Regions from separate parts of the Cydia pomonella genome. Here region 1 is linked to region 2. A link is a contact called in public Hi-C data. All regions are on one chromosome and are shown on one strand. The core of a region is the stretch at or near the end of the contact, and the rest is flanking DNA. Distances in the headings are between cores, read along the strand shown. Region 1 holds the start of LOC133516817 (gamma-tubulin complex component 2-like). Region 2 holds the start of LOC133516804 (single-stranded DNA-binding protein, mitochondrial).

What was found. A called contact is a pair of places that touch in the nucleus more often than the background predicts.
Region 1: a contact with region 2 is called in a Hi-C map of whole body, with 3 times the contacts expected there. The contact joins the promoter of LOC133516817 here to the promoter of LOC133516804 in region 2. A contact is called at or near these places in 2 of 2 Hi-C or Micro-C datasets (both in whole body).

The regions. Positions count from the first base shown.
Region 1 is chr4:1,197,795-1,203,267 of ilCydPomo1, forward strand. It overlaps LOC133516817 (gamma-tubulin complex component 2-like), which reads left to right and starts at 2,171. Exons shown (of 8, transcript XM_061849803.1): 1 at 2,171-2,414; 2 at 2,493-2,660; 3 at 2,748-2,892; 4 at 3,080-3,266; 5 at 3,861-4,156. The coding sequence starts at 2,344.
Region 2 is chr4:1,005,736-1,011,558 of ilCydPomo1, forward strand. LOC133516804 (single-stranded DNA-binding protein, mitochondrial) reads left to right here and starts at 2,195. Exons shown (of 3, transcript XM_061849777.1): 1 at 2,195-2,353; 2 at 2,643-2,733; 3 at 2,817-3,236. The coding sequence starts at 2,336. The coding sequence ends at 3,160. LOC133516802 (caprin homolog) reads right to left here and starts at 1,539. Exons shown (of 4, transcript XM_061849774.1): 1 at 1,319-1,539; 2 at 213-395. The coding sequence starts at 1,441. LOC133516803 (ets DNA-binding protein pokkuri) reads right to left here. Exons shown (of 4, transcript XM_061849775.1): 4 at 4,542-5,823. The coding sequence ends at 5,709.

The DNA.
Region 1 (5,473 bases), core at 921-3,420, 190 kb after region 2:
ATTTGTTCATAATTATTATATTTCAAATTATATAAACTAATTGTCAATCAAGAATTGATTTTTGCTACCACCTAACATGCTACAACCTTACCTACATCTGAAATTAGAGCCCCAAAGAATGATTCGTATTTCACACATGGCGACTGCTTTGTTTGACAACACAATCACAACATTATTATTTCTATCATCAATCGGCATTATTGTACAAGTGCCGAATCTTTAGTTTTCCTATCAAACAATCACAAATCACAACAGAGCTCGAGTTGCTCTGTCAGCAATGTCAGCATTGAGCACAAACGGCCGCCGAACTTTGTTAATCTTTTGTAAAGTGCCGACAACACTGAAAAAAATTGTATGCTTATGACACAACATTTATCTACTGTGAGAAACCACTTTTTACGCCATTTCCTATACCTACGTTTCGGTTTGTTATATTTCTTTATAAAATCGGATTATCGACGAAAAAATCTTTTGTGCAATTTCACTTCAAGTATGAGGGTGCCATTTCACGTTGTCGCGGAACTGTGTGATAGACACATAATACAATGATTTTAATTGCTACTTGTTTTTACAGTTTCTGGTTTGGACCATGCATGTTTGTCTGTCAAGTAGTCCTCGACTCTGTAATAAGCCTTTAACATCAATGACTTTTTTAAGTAATTCTTAAGAGCTGGCAAGGGTAATCTTAAAGCATCGCAAATCTCAATGCATTGCCCAACGAATGACTTTAGTACTTTGCGCAAATTATTTTAACATATTTCACACAGTTTACAAGTAAATAAATAAACGCACATTTAATTCTTGTAAAAACTATTTCAGTTTGATAATATTATATGATAATTTAAATTCAGAAATAGGCTTCTTATAAGCTCCAACTAAGCTGGGCCCTATAAGACTCAATAAAAGTTACAGATATTAGGTACGTGACTAACATATATGTTAACGGCAACAATCATGGGATATTTAAGAGAAAATTTGGAGTAGGTATTTTTGATATTTCACCGACACCTGTAAAATTATTACCGCTTTATGCGTTAATGTCCTATTCGTCCTTTAAGTTTTCGATGTATTTAATGAAAGCTACTGCAATTGGTTTCAATATTATAAACAAATTAAAAATTTAAATAATCACAATTATTTACCAGTGGCGCTAGTGAGCACGTTGATGGGCTCTTGTTTAAAGGTGCCTTTAGTTTAGAATAATGGGTAGGTTTTGTGGCAAATAATGGGCCTAATCTGCAGGTCTTCCGGAGATTTCCGAGGTGTAGGCTCTCCATGTCAAAAACAACATGTTCTGCATTAATTAGTTTTTTAGGTTAGTCAGCACCATCTATTGATCAACAGCAATTAATAATAATATTTGGGGAAAATCTTACGCGGCTCAACCTGGCCCCAAACTAAGCACTGTGCTATGGGCCTATGGGTACAGGGCTACGATATCATATATATAGAATACAGAATGACGATATACATACTTACCTACATACATAAATAAATGAAAAATTAAAAATAATAATTTATTGAGGTAAAAAAAATTAAATCTTATTAAATTGACAGTGCAGATGCAGTGCAGGGATCGGAAACCGGTATTTTTGTATGGGAACGAAAACGGTATTTCTTCGTTCTTTGTTAATTATTTCATTTCTAATTGGGCAATCTAATAATACGAAGTCGTTATCTAAAAACACACAAAAATATTATTACATTAATTTAAAATTGTCAACATACTATCTGTCGCCTGGCATATAAAAACACAACCAAGTCCTATATTTGGAGTATAAAATAAACCGAAATATATGTTTATTTCCAAGTTTTTCCAAAAAACCGGTTCCGATCCCTGTGACAGTGGTCCCCAAACTATCCTATATATTATCAGGTCCATGAGTTTAAAACCCAATTGATTATTTTGAAGTTATAAAACTCAAAATTAAAAGCACACAAACATACTCGTACCAACCACCTACGCTTTTCTGAAATAGGTACTACATGGTACTACCTTTGGTTTTTTGTGTAGAAGCATTACTTAACGACATCTAGTGGTGAGTAGTATAACGTAGAACGTATAACATGAGCGTTGTAACGGTCATCCACAGACAATATTTATAAGAACATAAATTTAATTTATTATTGAATAAGTCAACTTTATCAATAAAAATATCAATTGGTAAACTTTGAACAAAGCTAATGTTCTTTAAATTTAAATCCTAAACAAAGCTACTTGTGTGTTTAGGACCCTGTGTTTTTTTTTAAATTTAAAAATGTCAGCTGTCATATCTGTGTCACTGCTTAATTATGCCTCCGACTGAGCCTGTAATTTTAAATTATTTTCACATAAAGTCATAAATGTATCAGAATTGGATTCTCCCCAAAGAAAAAATGCTTACTACCATCAAGGAGCTTCTGGACGCTCTTGGGTATGAATAAAACGTTGATTTTAGTGCTATTGATAATATTGGCATATACGAATGTTAACGTTTGTTATTTGTTTACAGATGTAGTTTAGACGCCGACACGGTGCTTGAGTACATTCAGAACGATCCTAACTATGGCAACAGCAATCTCTCATCAAAACAAGTGAACGAGTACGCTCAGAGATTAGCTCTGAAAGCTTCCAATTCCAAAGCTTTCATCAAGAAGTATGAAGAGCTCAAAAATCGGAAGTAATGCTCGTGATCATCTGTGCCTTGGTTCATTTGTGTATTGCGTTATGTATTTCACGATTCTATGCTTTTTATTTATAATTTCAGCACTGATAATCTACCAGATATTATCTTGCTGTTCTACAAACTGGTATTTGATGAAAAACGGACTAAAGCTTCGAAGCCAAAAGTTGCACCAAAGCCTATTCTAGGGGATAATAAACACCAAATCACCAAAGAAGACCTTCCTCAGGTAACTTAACACATGTTATGTGTCACCATGTTACTGTCAGTGTTGTATATGATTAATAGTAAATTTCTCCCAATAACTTGAGATTGGGCAGTTACAAAAATATGTGTCGTGTTATTTTAGACTACTCTCTAACATATATCAAAATAAATCAAATCTGAGCCAAACAAAAGAAAAGTTATCATTACAGATAAAAGACAAGCTACTTAAAGCAGTGGATGAAAGTAAAAAGTATGTGATGAAGTCATTTGAAGAGAAGGAGGCGCGGCTGCGACCAAACTGGTACAACAGCCTGGACCTACCCAACTGGCAGAAGGACCATCCCGCCATGTCATGGGACTTCCCCAAGGAGCCTGTCGCTCTCACTGCTTCGTTAGGTAAGAATTCTACATAAATAATAATTTTAATAATAACACTTCTGTGAAGCATGCCAAGCAACTTTAAACTTAAAATACTAGAGTGACCCGTTTTAATATATTTTATATAATAATAAAAATTATGCGACAATCTTACACCAATCAACCTAGCCCCTCAGTAAGCTCAATAAGGCTTGTGTTGTGGGTACTAGTGATGATTTGATTTAGATAAATACTTAAAAAAACATTGATAGAGAGAGAAGAGTTACAATTTTAGGACAGTAATATAGTTGTAACAAAATGGAGTGGTGCCCCAAAAAATTTGAAAAAAGTTTTTTATGAACCACCCTCCTTAACCTACATCTTCTTCTTCAGTTGGTCCCTCAATGCTGAGGATCGTGACATCACATCCTTCTATCGAAGACCTCCATAGGCTTCTATTCCTCACCAAGCACATGGCTCCGTGCAGTTTTAATTGCATAGGTGCAGTGATTTAAGCACAGTAGGGGGAGGGCCTTGAGGTCTGGTGTCTTTAACTTTGCCCATCATAATTACTCTCTCTAGGCTATCGGGGAGCGGTGTGAGATAACTCACATATGTTTATTTCAATTCCAGCTGGCGTTCCTCTAGCTTCACAGGAGAACATGATAATAGATGACCTCCTGTATGTATTCTCTGGTGTCCCCGGCAACTACATAGTCCACCAGCCAATAAAAGACACTTATGAGCCCAGGAGTTTCAACATATCTGAAGACTTAGACGATGCTTTAAAGCAGATTGTGCAACAGATGCTGCCGCTGGCGTCGAATTATTCAATAGTGAGGAGGTTCATTGAGCACTGTGACATGTGGTCGGGACAAGTGCTCCATGCTTTAGTTGCTGCTATTGAGATACTGTTGAAAGATTATTATGTAAGTACTTTGGTTGCCAGTGGGTTTGGTTGATTATTTTTTCGAGGTGGTTGGTTACTTTAAGAGGGTTTCAAGTGTTTCATTTCCTTTTTTTTTTAAATTTAACAAGTCTTGGGTTATATTGACGAATCATTAAGCCTATTATTAAAACAAAGAAATCATAAAATTTTTGGTGTTAGTTTTGTGACGTGCGTACAAAATATACAGTTGTTTGCAATATAATAGCAGTCAATAAGAAAATGAAAATTAGGGGAAAACTATAACTTTGGATCTTGTTATATAATTATTCTGCATTACTTGCTTGACGTTGTTTCAAAATTCACTGTAACCTTCACTTAAATAATATTGGAAGAAAAAAAAAAATTGTTGTGAAAACAGGCTTTTTTACTAACTCGCCGAGATTCTTATATAAACGTAAAACACTACAAAAAAAATACAATTGTGTACTATAATTTTATTGTAATTTCGTATCTTGCCTATCTATCTGTAGTGTACAAGTGGACAAAGTTATGCAAAAGAATTATAAAATAAAATCCAATATATATTTTTTATTTTATCCGTATTTTTAATTTAATTTTATTAATATTTTAATTTTATTTTATGTAATTTATATGGAAATATTTTGATTGTTTGTTGTTTCGTGTTTTTGTATAGGCATATGGATCTTGTCCGAAATAAATGCTTTTTATTTATTTATTTATTTATTTAATTGATCTACAGTTATAGTTTCCCCCTTTCATTTTCTTATTGACTGTTATTATATTGCACACTACTGTAACTATGTGAAAGTGCGACACAAAGTTATAATTTTTTTTCCTCTAAAATCGATAGTCCTTCCTAATTTTGACCCCAAAGTTGCTGGGTTTTCGATAAAATCGTAAATGGTACAATTTTTTCTTTATGGTACAATATGCCCTTATTTACTAGCTGGTCTCTCAAGGGCATGTTGAATTTTACTTCTTAAAAGGTGAAATTTCAAACCTTCTACTTATGGTATAGTGGTAAAATGTACTCAAATTATTAACCTTTATGATGTCCACAGTACGACGCCTGTTTTGTGGAATCATTTTGACCCTTATTATTTATTGACCCAAATTACTATTCGCCCACGAGCTTTTTGATCTCTATCCTAATTTAGCAAATCGACAATTATTGTGCCTATTTTGCGTGAAATGAGGTAGCACTATTCTAACCACCCCAGTTCCTCCACGAAGCCTAGCAATGTTTTCTGTTGCCCACGCCCAGGTGCCCAACACAAGCAGAGTTTTGCTTACCGGGCTTCATCCCCTGCATCACAAAAATGTATATTATTATGAA
Region 2 (5,823 bases), core at 945-3,444:
AGTTAACTGGGCTCCGACCCACCTTAAAAGATTGCCTAATTTGGGATTCGAGGCTCTTGGCCGTCTTAAATAGGGAGCATGTAATATTATTAATACCGGCTGTTTACCGGATCGGACGGAGTCGGCATGTCGTCTTATGTTTTACTATATATGCGAATGTACTATAATACAGCCATGCAAGCTATCACAAGTAAAAATAAATGAACACATACCCTTTTTGCTTGTTTTTTAGCTTCCTTTTCAGTGGAGACAGCTATGGAAGTTATTTGCTTTGAGAGGTCTCGGGCAAACTCTAATGTCTGAGCAACTTCGTCATACTTGGCAACTGCTATTTTCTGATCAGCATTTAATTCTTTGCCAGATTTTTGTAAGTCTCTGTATGAAGTCAACTTGCTCTGAAAATTAAAAATGTTTACATTAAGAGTGACCTTAAATGATTTAGGAAATTAAAAGGTTGGTCAAGTAACAATGAAAACTTCAAAAACGGTTCTGTCTCATTGTTGCGTCTAGAAACCATTTAGGGTCAACATATACAGTCTTTGATATATTTAATCTCAGAATAGGTAGCTATCATCAACTTTTCAAGCAATCCCTTGACAACACAATTATATACACACAATTTCAGATATCTAAATAGGTCATTAAATTTTGATCTTTATAAGTACATAAACAAGTTACATACCGAGAAACAGATGTCGAAAAGAACTAAAACTTGTTTAGTATACATTTTAAGTAGGTAATGTTAAGATACACGAAACATTTTCAGCATGATTTGAAAACTGAATATGCAATTTGGGTGCTGATATTCTGTAGGCGGACAAAATAGGGTCGCTTGGAAGTGCATTTACCGCGGACAAAGTCGCAAGCAGAGGCTAGTGTTACTGTACTATTGAATATCAACAGAACAAAGAACATACTCCTAAGCGCTCGTAACAAATACTTCAAAGATGGATATCATCATAATCATCATGTTGATGACGATAAAAACCTTCAAGTAGATTTAAACTATCAGTCGTTAAACAACAGAAGTATTGTACCACGTGTTAGTTTCAATAAGGGCCAGTTTAGTTAACGAACTCCCGTGTTTGGGTGCTCATTATGTCTACCTTTTGTATCGTCAACACTGGCCGAGCACATGTAAAAATGGCGTCAGCAATTCACGGCAAGTTAACTCACTTGTGCAAGATACTATACTAGCGAAAGTATAACACTTATACGCGCATAATAATTGTATTTAGTTAAATAGCTGCAAAGTTTCATAGCTAAACACGAAAAATACATCTGGGTGTCGGTGTCGTGCAGTATATTAGCAACGTACCTTTCTTTTCTCCAAATTACGGATTTTATGTTCAATAATCGTCAAGACTTGTCGTACTGGTGAATTATCCGTGGCCTCCGAAGAGGCCGGCTTTTCGGACTTAGGATTCGCAGCTGAAGGCATCCTTCACAGGCAACAACTTTTCCAGGATTGGGTATGGTGATGGTTTTTGGAGTTATAACTTCACTAATCTATAGGTAGGTATAACCACAAATACAACTGTCAATGAACCAACGAATGGAAAAAGAGGAAACAATACGACGCATTGACTACTATTTCCTTCGTGGCAACATTATTTTCAAGGGCTTCATACATGGGCTATAACCACAAACTATAAAGAGATACTGGAGGCCTACCGCGAAAACCGAAATTCGCCCATTGCGGGGATTTTTCTCTTTTACTCTTTCTAAGACGTCATTAGAGTGACAGTAAAAAATGCCCGCAATTGACGAATTTCGATTTTCGCGGTAGGCCCCCAGATATAATATGGAAGGTAGAGGCAAGGAACAGAATCTCCATATACCAAAAAGTGTCCGACAAAAAACCATAAATAGGTGGCGCTACAATACCTAGAATACTTCAAACAACCTATACGTAATTTGGTCGGGTTATTTGTTGCCCACCATCAGCCATACTAAAATTAACGGTGGAGAATAAAAAAATTAGACTGTGACAAGAACGTACTGAAAGTTCCATAAGAGCATCTCGTTCGGTTATCTGCCGGCTCTACCATTTCATCGCTATGATTGTACCTCTATGGGAGCAATGAATTCAATTGATCGATTAAAATGCCGCAAATCTCATGCGATTATCGATGACATTTGAAAAGTATCGAAAATCGCGTGCGATTTGTAGCACGGCGAGTGGAGCCCTTAAATTAAAAAAAGTTAGTTGTTTATGGCATGGCATTTTTTTGTATCTATCTTGCGTCTCATATTCATTTCAATAGTTTTTAACACAATTTAAGACAACGGAAATTGATTTACGATTGAAGATTACTACACACTATAGTTCAAAATGTTTCGTCTTTCAAGGGTAAGTTATATTTTGTCTTACATGTTATTTTCACTAACCTAATTCTAAATATGACCGGCAAACTTTGTGGTAACTTTAAATATCTTGTTCATAGACGAGTTTGATTTTGTTTAAATTTTAAGCGTAAAGAGTGAACTTTAATATTTATATTTGTATGAGGTAAGTTACCCAAATAATTTATTTAAAGGTTAGCTTAACCTATGTATAAATAGAGGTTATGAATAGTGAATTACTTATCTGTAATCTTTAATGTAATATATTTGTGGTTAATTCAAGTTATGGTTTTTAGATTTATAGCGCAACACGCCAATTCACAGCAGTCCCCTGTTCAGACGTCCATACGACAGCCATGAGATGTGATACACAGAAATCAGAGAAAAGTATGTGTAAAAATATTATTTCATTAAATATCACGTGTTTATTTTGTTTCCATTTCATTCAATACAATATTTTCTCTTTTTAGCTATTAATCAAGTCACACTTCTGGGAAGGGTAGGGGCAGATCCTCAAAAAAGAGGAACAGAGGAGCGCCCAGTTGTGAATTTTCCACTTGCCACACATTTCAATTACAAATATGAATCTGGTGATATGTTGCACAGAACAGATTGGCACAGAGTGAGCGTATTTAAGCCTGGCCTAAGGGATACTGTCTATAAATATCTCAAGAAAGGACAAAGAGTTTATGTCATGGGGAAGTTATCATATGGCGAGATTAAAACTGAGGATGGACAAATCCGAACAGCTTCAACAGTCATTGCCGATGACATTATCTTTTTCCAAAGCCAACTTGCTGATGCAGAATCATAGGTTCTGATGACAGTTCCCTGTATTTATTAAGTATACTGTAGTGATATCACTTATTTCAATAAATACTAATATTTTATATCATGTTTTAATCTAAAATTACCATCTGTCATAGTGATTTGATAACTACTGGATAAATTTATATATAGACATAACTTCTTGGGCTTCAATTTTGTTGTTCATAAAACTACAATATCATTTTTTTATCTAGTCTTTACCTTGTTTTTCTTTATGATTAGAATTTTCCTAACATCAAAAATGTGGTAATTAACTTACACAATTCAGAGTTACTTAGATTTAATTGACAGACTGGGGGAGTGGCACTGTTTATATTGGCGGTTATGCTACTCGACGATAGATGGCGCCTCTAAAACACTTCACAGAATAAGTAGAAAGTAACAAAATATATCCAAATACAAGAGCGAACTTATCCCATTTAGGGATCTCTTCCAACCGTAGAGAAATAAGAAGCAAGCATAGAGTGCTCACTCTATGCATCAGTTTTGGTACCAAAACGCTTATTATTTTAATTCTCAACAATTTTCAGCTACTATTATAACTGAAAAAAAAAAACAATTTTGCTTGTAATATTAGTTGTAAATTGGTGAGAAATACACTTGGTAGTTACGGTGACATCTAGTGTCAAGTAGCGGTAATGATAAATGTGATACTTGACGCTAGATGTCGATTACGAAAATATTAAGCGTTTTGATTTGAAAGTGAACACTCTATGCTTACTTATTTCTCTATGGCGGGGACGAAAAATCTAGCTAGGCCTCTCTAATGTTTTTTTACTAGGGCACAGCTTTTACCGTTGCCGTACTGTTTCAGTTTCACTTTGTTGACAGAGTCCGTTCCAGCTTAGGCACAAATGCTTTCGTATGTCTGTTCTCTGCAGGTCGCATTTATCTTTAGATTTTTTTTTATTCTAATGAAATATTGTGAGTAGGTTCGATAATTGCATAGATGTCTTTAGTCGTATCAGTATGATTTTCTTTTAAAAATAGTGGAGCCCAATATTTATTCAGTTGTAAGCTAGGTATGCAATAACAGACTCGTCCAGTAGTAATGTCTAAATTACTTTCGTTCGTACGTGCATGTGCAAATGTCAGAATAATATCTCGTCAGGTGACAAGCAAAACTCACTAATTTCCACCACAAGTTTATAGCCATAATGAACCATATCACTACTAAAATAAGGTTAATTGTGTTTAATTATTTTTTTGTATTTAGTGAGTTTTGCTGGTCACCGGACGATTTAGCGTCATTAACAGTGACCATTCTCACGGCGTATGGGGTGTTGTTAGATTTCTCTATTAAGTACTATTGGTAAATTTCTTATGTCTGAAGTTATAGGGTTCGACGAAAAAAATTGAATAATAAGTCAGTTAACATTATCTTTGTTTATTTTTACGTTATAATAAATCTGACACAATATTTTTAAATGAAACATGCTATTGTGTACAACAAGTTGGAAATTCATGGCAAGTTTATGCCGATGTAGAAATAATTTTATTGTAAAAATACAAACTCAGGTGTACTAGTACATACAGAATACACTAGGTATTTTTATAAAGCTCCCTTTTGTTTTACAAATCATATACATACATTCTCTTTACAGTCAGTTTCTTAATGCTAGTTGCCTTATATATCTTAAGTAATATTTACAAGATATCTTTATATTTATTCTTCATGACATTTACCTATATTGATAAAAGAGATCACAGAAAATTGTAGCTGGAAATCTTTGAGTTTAAGCCCTAGAATGTTCTACACGTCTACCACTTTACATTTATCACAGTGGAAATTTTAATAATTTTCAAGGCATTTTAGGTAATTGTCTATTATTGTCAATTTTGTAAATATTTATTTTCTGACAATTTTGAAGAAATAGCTGTCGTTATTTGTGGTAGTCTTCGAAATAAATCCGATTTGCACGCTACAACATAATTGGATTGCCAAAATATAATGGAAGACGATATTGGTATCTTGAACAGGTTTTTATGGTTTAAACTCTTATGTTATGTTTTCTTTTTTACTAGTACATAAAAAGAATAAACATGCATACGACTAAATTAAATTACAAAATGCATCAACAAGCGCGTAAGTAATTAGTTACGCACACACACATACTTATTGACTTTTGGCAACAATGATCTCTGCAACTGTTCATACTCACGGCAGCCGTTTATTCATTGCACAAAATATAACAGTCTCTATTATGTTAACACCAATAAACTCTTGTCCCTTTTGCTAACTACTTAATTTAATTGACACTAAAAATTAAAAATCACTTGGCACAAAGGCATTAAGGTCCATACCCTGCTTTTTATCTCCAAAGACCATCTTAAATCCGTCAAAGTACTCTCAGCTATTTGTGACGTTAATCGTTGGAATCTCACCAAATATATATATTTTTTAAAGGAAGACTGCAAGAAACCCTTTCTGAGAGGATTTTGACTAGAATTTTAGTGGGTGGAGCTGTTTTCGCACGAATGCTTAACATTAATCACGCGTCGCACAGTTAGTGTCCAGCTTACGTTTTCGATGATCATTGATCACATTTTTCACTTTTGAGATTTAGCGCATAATGGTCAGGAGTATATTCGGATTCTCGTTTGAGTAGCATGCTCTCCCCGATGAGAGCACTGATGCGATGTTTGTCG